Linked DNA regions of Canis lupus: region 1 is linked to region 2. Evidence: chromatin contacts called from public Hi-C data. All regions are on one chromosome and are shown on one strand. Each heading gives the region's core, a stretch centred on a gene start, on an enhancer-like site or on the middle of the called end of the contact. The rest is flanking DNA. Distances are from core to core; before and after follow the strand shown.

Evidence for each region. A called contact is a pair of places that touch in the nucleus more often than the background predicts.
Region 1: a Hi-C map of skin fibroblasts shows a contact between it and region 2, with 2.7 times the contacts expected there. The contact joins the promoter of SNX29 here to the enhancer-like site in region 2. A contact is called at or near these places in 3 of 9 Hi-C or Micro-C datasets (blood and skin fibroblasts).

What each region holds. Positions count from the first base shown.
Region 1 is chr6:31,126,025-31,129,818 of UU_Cfam_GSD_1.0, reverse strand. SNX29 (sorting nexin-29) reads left to right here and starts at 2,194. Exons shown (of 21, transcript XM_038540328.1): 1 at 2,194-2,248. The coding sequence starts at 2,242.
Region 2 is chr6:31,044,281-31,047,659 of UU_Cfam_GSD_1.0, reverse strand. It overlaps SNX29 (sorting nexin-29), which reads left to right. Exons shown (of 21, transcript XM_038540328.1): 9 at 1-11. Among named protein-coding and RNA genes, the nearest start is that of SNX29, 82 kb to the left of the region's middle. Within about 2 kb of position 1,504, at least 3 of the 20 cell types and tissues checked have an H3K27ac peak or open chromatin away from gene starts, as enhancers often do.

The DNA of each region.
Region 1 (3,794 bases), core at 945-3,444, 81 kb before region 2:
TTTACCCCAAAGATACAGATGTAGTGAAACGCCAGGGCACCTGCACCCCAATGTTTACAGCAGCAATGTCCACAACAGTCAAGCTGTGGAAGGTGCCACTACGTCCTCTGACAGATGAATGGATAAAGAGGATGTGGCCTATATATACAATGGAATGTTACTCAGCCATTAGGAGTTACAACGTTTAAAGGGAGTGGTTGGAGGTAGAAAACATTACAGCACAAGCTACGAGGTCACTAACTTATCCAGCCTCAAGTGCCATGAAGGTAAGGTAGGGGGCGCTCTGAGAAGGTAAATCACGTTATCTTCCCCACAACTCCCTGAAGCAGGTATGTGATGCCTTCCTGGGAGTTACTGAGACTGGAGGACCTAAACTAAGCTTTTGGGGGTGGGGAAGTTGGAGGGTGGATATAGGCACGTAGATTCTTGAGGATTACAAATTAACAACTGTAAAGTATAATTTTGAAAATGGCAAAGACAACCCCACCAATCAAACACACAAAAATTTTCATCTCTCCATTCTCTCAGTACCTGCTACATGTGCTATTTCGACACAATTGTTAATCATGGCATACAGAACACTTTGCATGGGACTTTTTTTTTTTTTTTTTTTTTTTACTTAATGCATTATCGTGAGCTTTTCCCCATACTTCCATCTTATAATTCGCATTTTCAACTACTGCAAGAGATTCCTCATGAAGTGGGCTATGATTTGCTTAGTTATTCTTCCACAGTTGGGGTTTGGTACTTTCCACTCTTTCACTGTCATAAATAATGCTGCGTGACAGCCTTCTCCAAAGAGCTCTTGACTTCTCCTGAATCCAAAAGATAAACTGCCAGTGGCCAGAGGTTTTGTGTTGAGACAGTGTAGTAGGAAGACCGTGGAGTTGTAGGTCACACAGAACTTGGCTGGAATTCTGCCTCCACTTACCTGCAGGGCCTAGTCCTCAATTCAGTGTATTCAACGTGGATCAGGATTTATTAGTGGATCATTCAACTGTCTCCATTAGCATAAAAAAAGAAAGAAAAATAGAAGAAAATACATTACCCATGTAATTATTTTGTTAAACATCTCCTTAAATGTATGCATGTGTACACTGGGTTGGAATGTAAAATGTATTTGTTTACTCCAGGTTTTGGGCAAAACCAGTTGGAAAAATGCCCTTTTAACCTATCTGGGTCCCCTCTCCTCCATGTTCAAAACGGGGCAGTAACCTGAGCTTCATGTTATGAACACATGTTGGCCCAGCAGCATCCATCCACCTTCATCTCCAACGCCACCGTACCCCAGGCATACTATTTCTTGTTGGGCAACCGACTGCAGTGGCTTTCTAACCAGGTGCCCCTTCTCCACCCTGCCCCACTACAATTCATTCTTTTTGTTTTCTTTTGGGTGGCTCAGCGGTTGAGTGTCTGCCTTTGGTTCAGGTTGTGATCCCGGGATCCTGGGATCGAGTCCCATATCGGGCTCCCCGCATGGAGCCTGCTTCTCCCTCTGCCTGTGTCTCTGCCTCTCTCTCTCTCTCTGTGTCTCTCATGAATAAATAAATAAATAAATAAATAAATAAATAAAATCTTAAAAACGAATTCAGATCGCGTCACTCCTCTGCTTACATTCTTCCAACGGCTCCCCATTCCCTTACCTACTTAAAGCGGAAAAATCCGAGACCCACAAGGCCCTCCATCCAGCTCTCCGACCTGTCTCTCACCCACCCCCTGGCTCCAGCCAACCCCTCGAGGCGGGACCTTTGCACCCGCTGCTCCTTCCTGGGACACCTGTCCTGTGCATCTTCCACGGCCGCCTCGCAGCCATCGGTCAGGTCTCCGCTCAAAGGTCGGCTCCTGAGGCGCCCCCCCCCGCCCCGCCCCCGGAGATGCCCGGTTCCCACGGCTTGGCCCGTTACCCGATTTCACTTCCCTCCTAGCCCCTCCCGCTCCCCGGGACAGTGCGGGCTCGGTCTCCTCGAGGCGGGTGCGCGGCCTCCCCGGCGGCTCGGTCCAGGCGCGCCCCGCGACGGTCGCAGCGCGGCGGGTCTCCCACCTGCGGGCTCCCCCGACGCCCCCCGGCCGGCCGTGTTTACCTTCCGGGTCGGGGGCGGGCCCGCGGCGGCGGCGGCGCTCCACTTCCGGGGCGGGGCGGGGCCGGCGGGCGGGGCGGCGCGCTGTCTCCCGGCCTGTCTGGAGCCCGGCGTCGGCGGCGGCGGCGGCGGCGGCGGCGGCGCAGGCACCGGGAGCGGCACCATGAGCGGTGAGTGGCGGCTTGGCGGCTGTCACCCGGCCGGGCCGCCCCGGCTCCCGCCGCTGCAGCTGCACGCTCCGGCGCCGAGCCCCGCGTCCCGCCGGCTCGCAGACCCCCCGCCCCGGGCACCTGCGCTGCCCCGGCGTCCCGAGCCCGGGCTCCGGTCCCCGCCTGCGGTCCGCCGCTCGCGGCCAGCGCCGGGGCGCCCGTGCGCAGACCCCGGCCCTGCAGCCCCCCGGCCCGCGCCCTCCGACCTCGGGCTGCCCCGACCCCCAGCCCAGCCCAGCCCAGCCCAGCCCAGCCCCGGGGCCCCTGCCCGCCAGCCATTCCCGTTCCCCGGGCCCCCCTGCCTTCGCCCCGGTGCCCCCGGGGCAGGGTGCCGGCCCCGGACTCTTCGTTTGCGCCCCCCGGGGCCCCGGGCCCCCGCCCCCGGAGGACCGACTTCTCCAGCCCCTTTGTCTTCCTCGCCCCTCCCGTCCCCTCGCGCCCTGTCCCCCGCCGCTTTGCTGGTCAGCCCCCGGCTGTCCCTCTCTGGTCCGGGCTCCTTACCTTTTCGCCTTTTTTTTTTTTTTTTTTCTTTTTCTCTCCATACTCCCGCTCCTTTGCAGTTCTTTGAGGTCTCTCCGCCCTGCCCTGCACCCCTGCCGTCCTTGTCCCCTACTGAACCCATCCGGGTGGCCCCTTCCCCGGTGGCACTTTCCCAGCAGCGCCCCCCCTCCCCGCCCTCCAGCAGCCCCCCAGCAGTCCCCCAGCAGCCCCCCAGCAGCCCCCTCCCCGCCCCCCAGCAGCCCCCCAGCCCCCCCCAGCAGCCCCCCTCCCCGCCCCCCAGCAGCCCCCTCCCCGCCCTCCAGCAGCCCCCCAGCCCCCCCAGCAGCTCCCCTCCCCGCCCCCCAGCAGCCCCCTCCCCGCCCCCCAGCAGCCCCCCAGCAGTCCCCCAGCAGTCCCCCAGCAGCCCCCCAGCAGCCCCCCAGCAGCAGCGCCCCTCCTCCCCGCCCCCCAGCAGCCCCCCAGCAGCCCCCCTCCCCGCCCCCCCAGCCGCCCCCTCCCCACCCCGCCCGCAGGGGAGGGGCGTGGTTACGGTGCGGAGGCCGGGAGCGGGAGGCAGGTGGGTGTGGACAGCTTGTGCTCCGTGTTGCTGAAGTTTAGTCCCTAGACTTGGCCGTGGATTCCCAGCCGTCCTCCGAAGCGATCTATTGGTGTTTTGGTGCTAAGTCATTCCTGGGTGTTTGAGCGTGGAGAGCGGCTCCGGGAAGCCGCGCAGCCCGCCCGGCCCGGGATCTGGGTTTGCTCGGGAGGACCCGCCTCCCCTCAGGCCGCCCGCCGGCCCGGTAACGTGGACCGGCCTCGGGAGTCCCCGCATCCAGCTCCGGCTCCCTTGGCCCTAGCCTTCCACCCCGGCTGTCTGGAGGGGGCGGGGGGGGGGGAGCCAGGGCGAAGGGGCTGTGTCTCTCTGAAGTTTTAACTTTTGAGTTATCTCCATGGATTTTATTTTTTAAGATTTTATTTATTCATTAGAAACAGAGAGAGAGAGGCAGAGACACAGGCAGAGGGAGAA
Region 2 (3,379 bases), core at 255-2,754:
CAGCCCTGCAGGTGGGTGTTTCCTGACTCCTCCTTCCCTCCACTCCTGTGCTTTGGCTGGAGAACCAGTTCTCTGTAGGCATGAGGGAGCAAAGAGGCATGGGGCTCAGAGCGGGAGACTGGAAGGGAATAAGGGTTTGGCTTCTCTTCTTGCTGAACCGGAGTGTTTGAGTTGTTCCTAACCAGAGCGGGTGTGTTGGGCCAGAGCAGCTGACAAGTCAAGAAGGAGCCCCGAAGCCTGTTTTTTTTTCCTTACTAGTGATTTTTTGGGAACTTGGTCATGTACAAACTGACCACAAATGGTGACCCTTAATTTTGCCTTTGAGGGAGAAAGTTAGAGAACACTTAGCTCTAAAGTCTCCAGCACCCTTTGCAGCAAAGCACGTGGGGGTCAGAGAGCAGCTTGCTTCAGACCTGCCTGTACAGGGAGAAGATAAGTGATCCTGACTCCTTCCATTTGGTTGAGTGTGCTCTCCTGTGGTTTGTTACTGTTTTCTTGAGCTAAAGCAGGTCCTGGGGGAATGGTGGGAGGGGGAGGAGGGGCCCCTTGTGCAGGGAGCAGCTCAGTGCAGTGCCAGGTGGCCGTCACTGCCCCACAGCACCACTGGGTGAGTAAGGCCCTAGTGCCCCCCTGACCTCCCCACAGGCACCTTCTCACCCTTCCAAGGCCAGCTTTAAGAAATCATAACGGAGGCCCACCAACTGCTCAGGAAGCTGCCTACAGTCTGAACCAGATGATAGACTGTTGTTCCTTGTCACTGGCGGGCACAGAAACCCACCCAAAGTAGCTGGCACGCAGGGGCGGGTGGGACGCCAGCTGGCAGCCGTCTGGGGTGGGGATCAGATGGCCCAGCCCCAGGAGCCGCACCGGCAGGGTGGGTTCCCCTCTGAGCAGCAGGGAACTGGGGCTGCTGAGTGTGTGTGGTGGGTGACTCAGTCCACCAGCGGGTCTCCTCTCTGGAAGGTGCAACCGACGGTGGTAACAGCAGCCAGCCCTTGTCCTGGAGTGAGCCCAGGACCATAAGGTGGCCCATCCGATGAGTACATCCCTCTCCACCACAGCCTGTGAGGAAAGGCTGGTCACTGTTACCCTACCTTTCTCTCAGATTTGTAGTGAAGGCTCCCCATGTGAACGTGGGGCAAGGTGCCAGGCCCCAGCTAAGGCCTCGTGAAAGCCTGCTGTGGCACCGCAGCAGTGGCGTGGCGGGGCACCTGGTGTAGGATGTGTGTGGGCCGGGAGCTGATGGTTGGAATGGAGGGTGCTCCTGTGTCTCCCCCATTCTGTGCCCCACACTTCCCTATGGGGTCTGCCCTTCTCCTCTTTCCTTTGAGAGTCTTTGCCCTCTCTCACTCCCTCCCCTTTTGTCCTCAGCCAGAAGCTTTTAGCTTGCAGAGAGCAGGTGGTCCTGACACCTATCTGGGACCATATGGCGTCCGCCTGATGAGCCAGTGTCCCTCCCACTCACCTTGTCTCCCTCCCTACCAAGGGGGCCTTTGTGTTGGGTTGTAATGGTCGCTGGGCTGTCAGGTGCCCTTGGTGCTCTGTTTTGTTTCAGTGGCTCCTTCCTTTTTTAGCTGGGTTCCTCTCACCCATCTGGGCCTGGGGACTGAGGGCTGAGGGCTGGGGCACTGCTGCCTGCCGTTTGTGTTGGGGTTTAGTCTTAGAGAACTCCCCGCTCTTCCTCCCTCTGGGCTTTCCTGCAGTGTCTCCAGGGAGAGGCTTCTGGCTGGCCTCCAGCATCCTGGTGTGAAGGCATCCCCCTTTCAGCTTTCCCAGGGTCCCACTGCTTACCTTCCAGCCTTCCTGACCCAGAGGCTTCATCTGGTCCCTTTAGTGGACCCCGAGGTCCAGCTTATCGTGATTATCCTCATCAGAAATGCTGTGTATGAGCTGGGCTGCCAACTTTTTAATTTACTCTAGTAACGAAGCTGCCAGGCGTCCTGGAAGCTTGTGACAGCCTCAGGGGCAAAGTCACTGTGGGTAGGAGTTGCATAGGAAGACAAATTATGCTCGGGCTGCAGAAGATACTAGAATCAGAACTGGAGGAATCTGCTACCTGATGGGAATGCCAGGCTGCTTCAAGTCCCTCCTGGCCCGATGCTCATTCCCTTGGGTGGCACTTGGTCCAGAGGTGCTGGGTCTGGCCTGCCTGCCAGAGAGGCCTTTCCTTGGGTGGCTCTGGGTGCACGATGTCAGCATGTCTCTCCCAGCTCCTTTTCTTTTGCTCATTTCTGACCGGTGTCCCTTCAAATTGACATCTTCCTACAAAGGAAAGTTAAATTATTCCTTCTCATTGTGACTGGGAGCTGTTTTGTGTCCTTAATGACAGCTTTGCACACAGAGGACTCTACCCTTAAGAGACCTTCTCATCATCTTTGAAAGTGTTACTGCCTCTAGTGCCTCTAGTGCCCTTGAGGGCATTTAGAGGAAGAGGTGGGGAGGCACATGGTGAAGAAAGATGAATGTTTTCGGTAGCTAAATCTGAGGAGGGAGAGGATGGCAGAGAAGGGGACTCTGAACACAGAAGTATTATCCTCTGATTCTTGGACAAGGAGGCCTTGTGGATTAAGGGGCTGTGCTTTGGAGCTGCATTTCTGGGATTAGAGGCTCAGAGAAGGAAGATACCAGCCAGGGTCCCACAAGGCCCGGAAGGAGGATTAGATACAGTCATTCCTCTGGGCACGTCTATTACCTGCAACTGAGCAAAGCGCGTTTACCAACATCTCTTTGAAGCTGCAAGGGAGAGAGAACCCCCGAAGTTTGTTTCAACTACGAATACTCAATGGAGGTGAACAAAAACCCATTTTTCTACCCACTGCACACGTGGAACATTACTGCTCGCCTCCTCACCGAGGGTCCTGGGTTTAGTGTTGCGTTGTAGTAAATTCAGTCAGTTTCTGAGGGCTTGTTTGTTCATTTCAGACCTTGGGTCCTCGAACTTTCATTTCCCCATTGGGTAGAATATTCAACGTGTTGTCCTACCAGTGGGTCTTTGGGGTTGCTGGTTGAGGTTGAAGAGGCTCTTTTGCAGCGCTGCTCCGATCTGAGACGGTTGGCCTGGGAGCTGGACTCCCAGGGGGTAATGTTACTTTTGGAGAGTCAGGATACTGTGGTGCCCCACCCCCCAAGCCTGTATTGTGTGTGGTCTCCACCCCCACTCATGGGGGTCATGTGCCACTCAGGGCTCATGGTTTTCTTTATGCAACTACTGGGTGGTCCTGCTCTGTGCCAGCACCATGCTAGGCTCCGGGGAGATCCAGAGGTGACCCCTCCCCCCTGCAGTTTTGCATGTAAGGGGGGGACAAGGGACACCAACAGCTCTCTCTGCTACCCCTACCCCTACCCTGGCCATTCTTCTTTTAGCAACCGGAGTGATTTC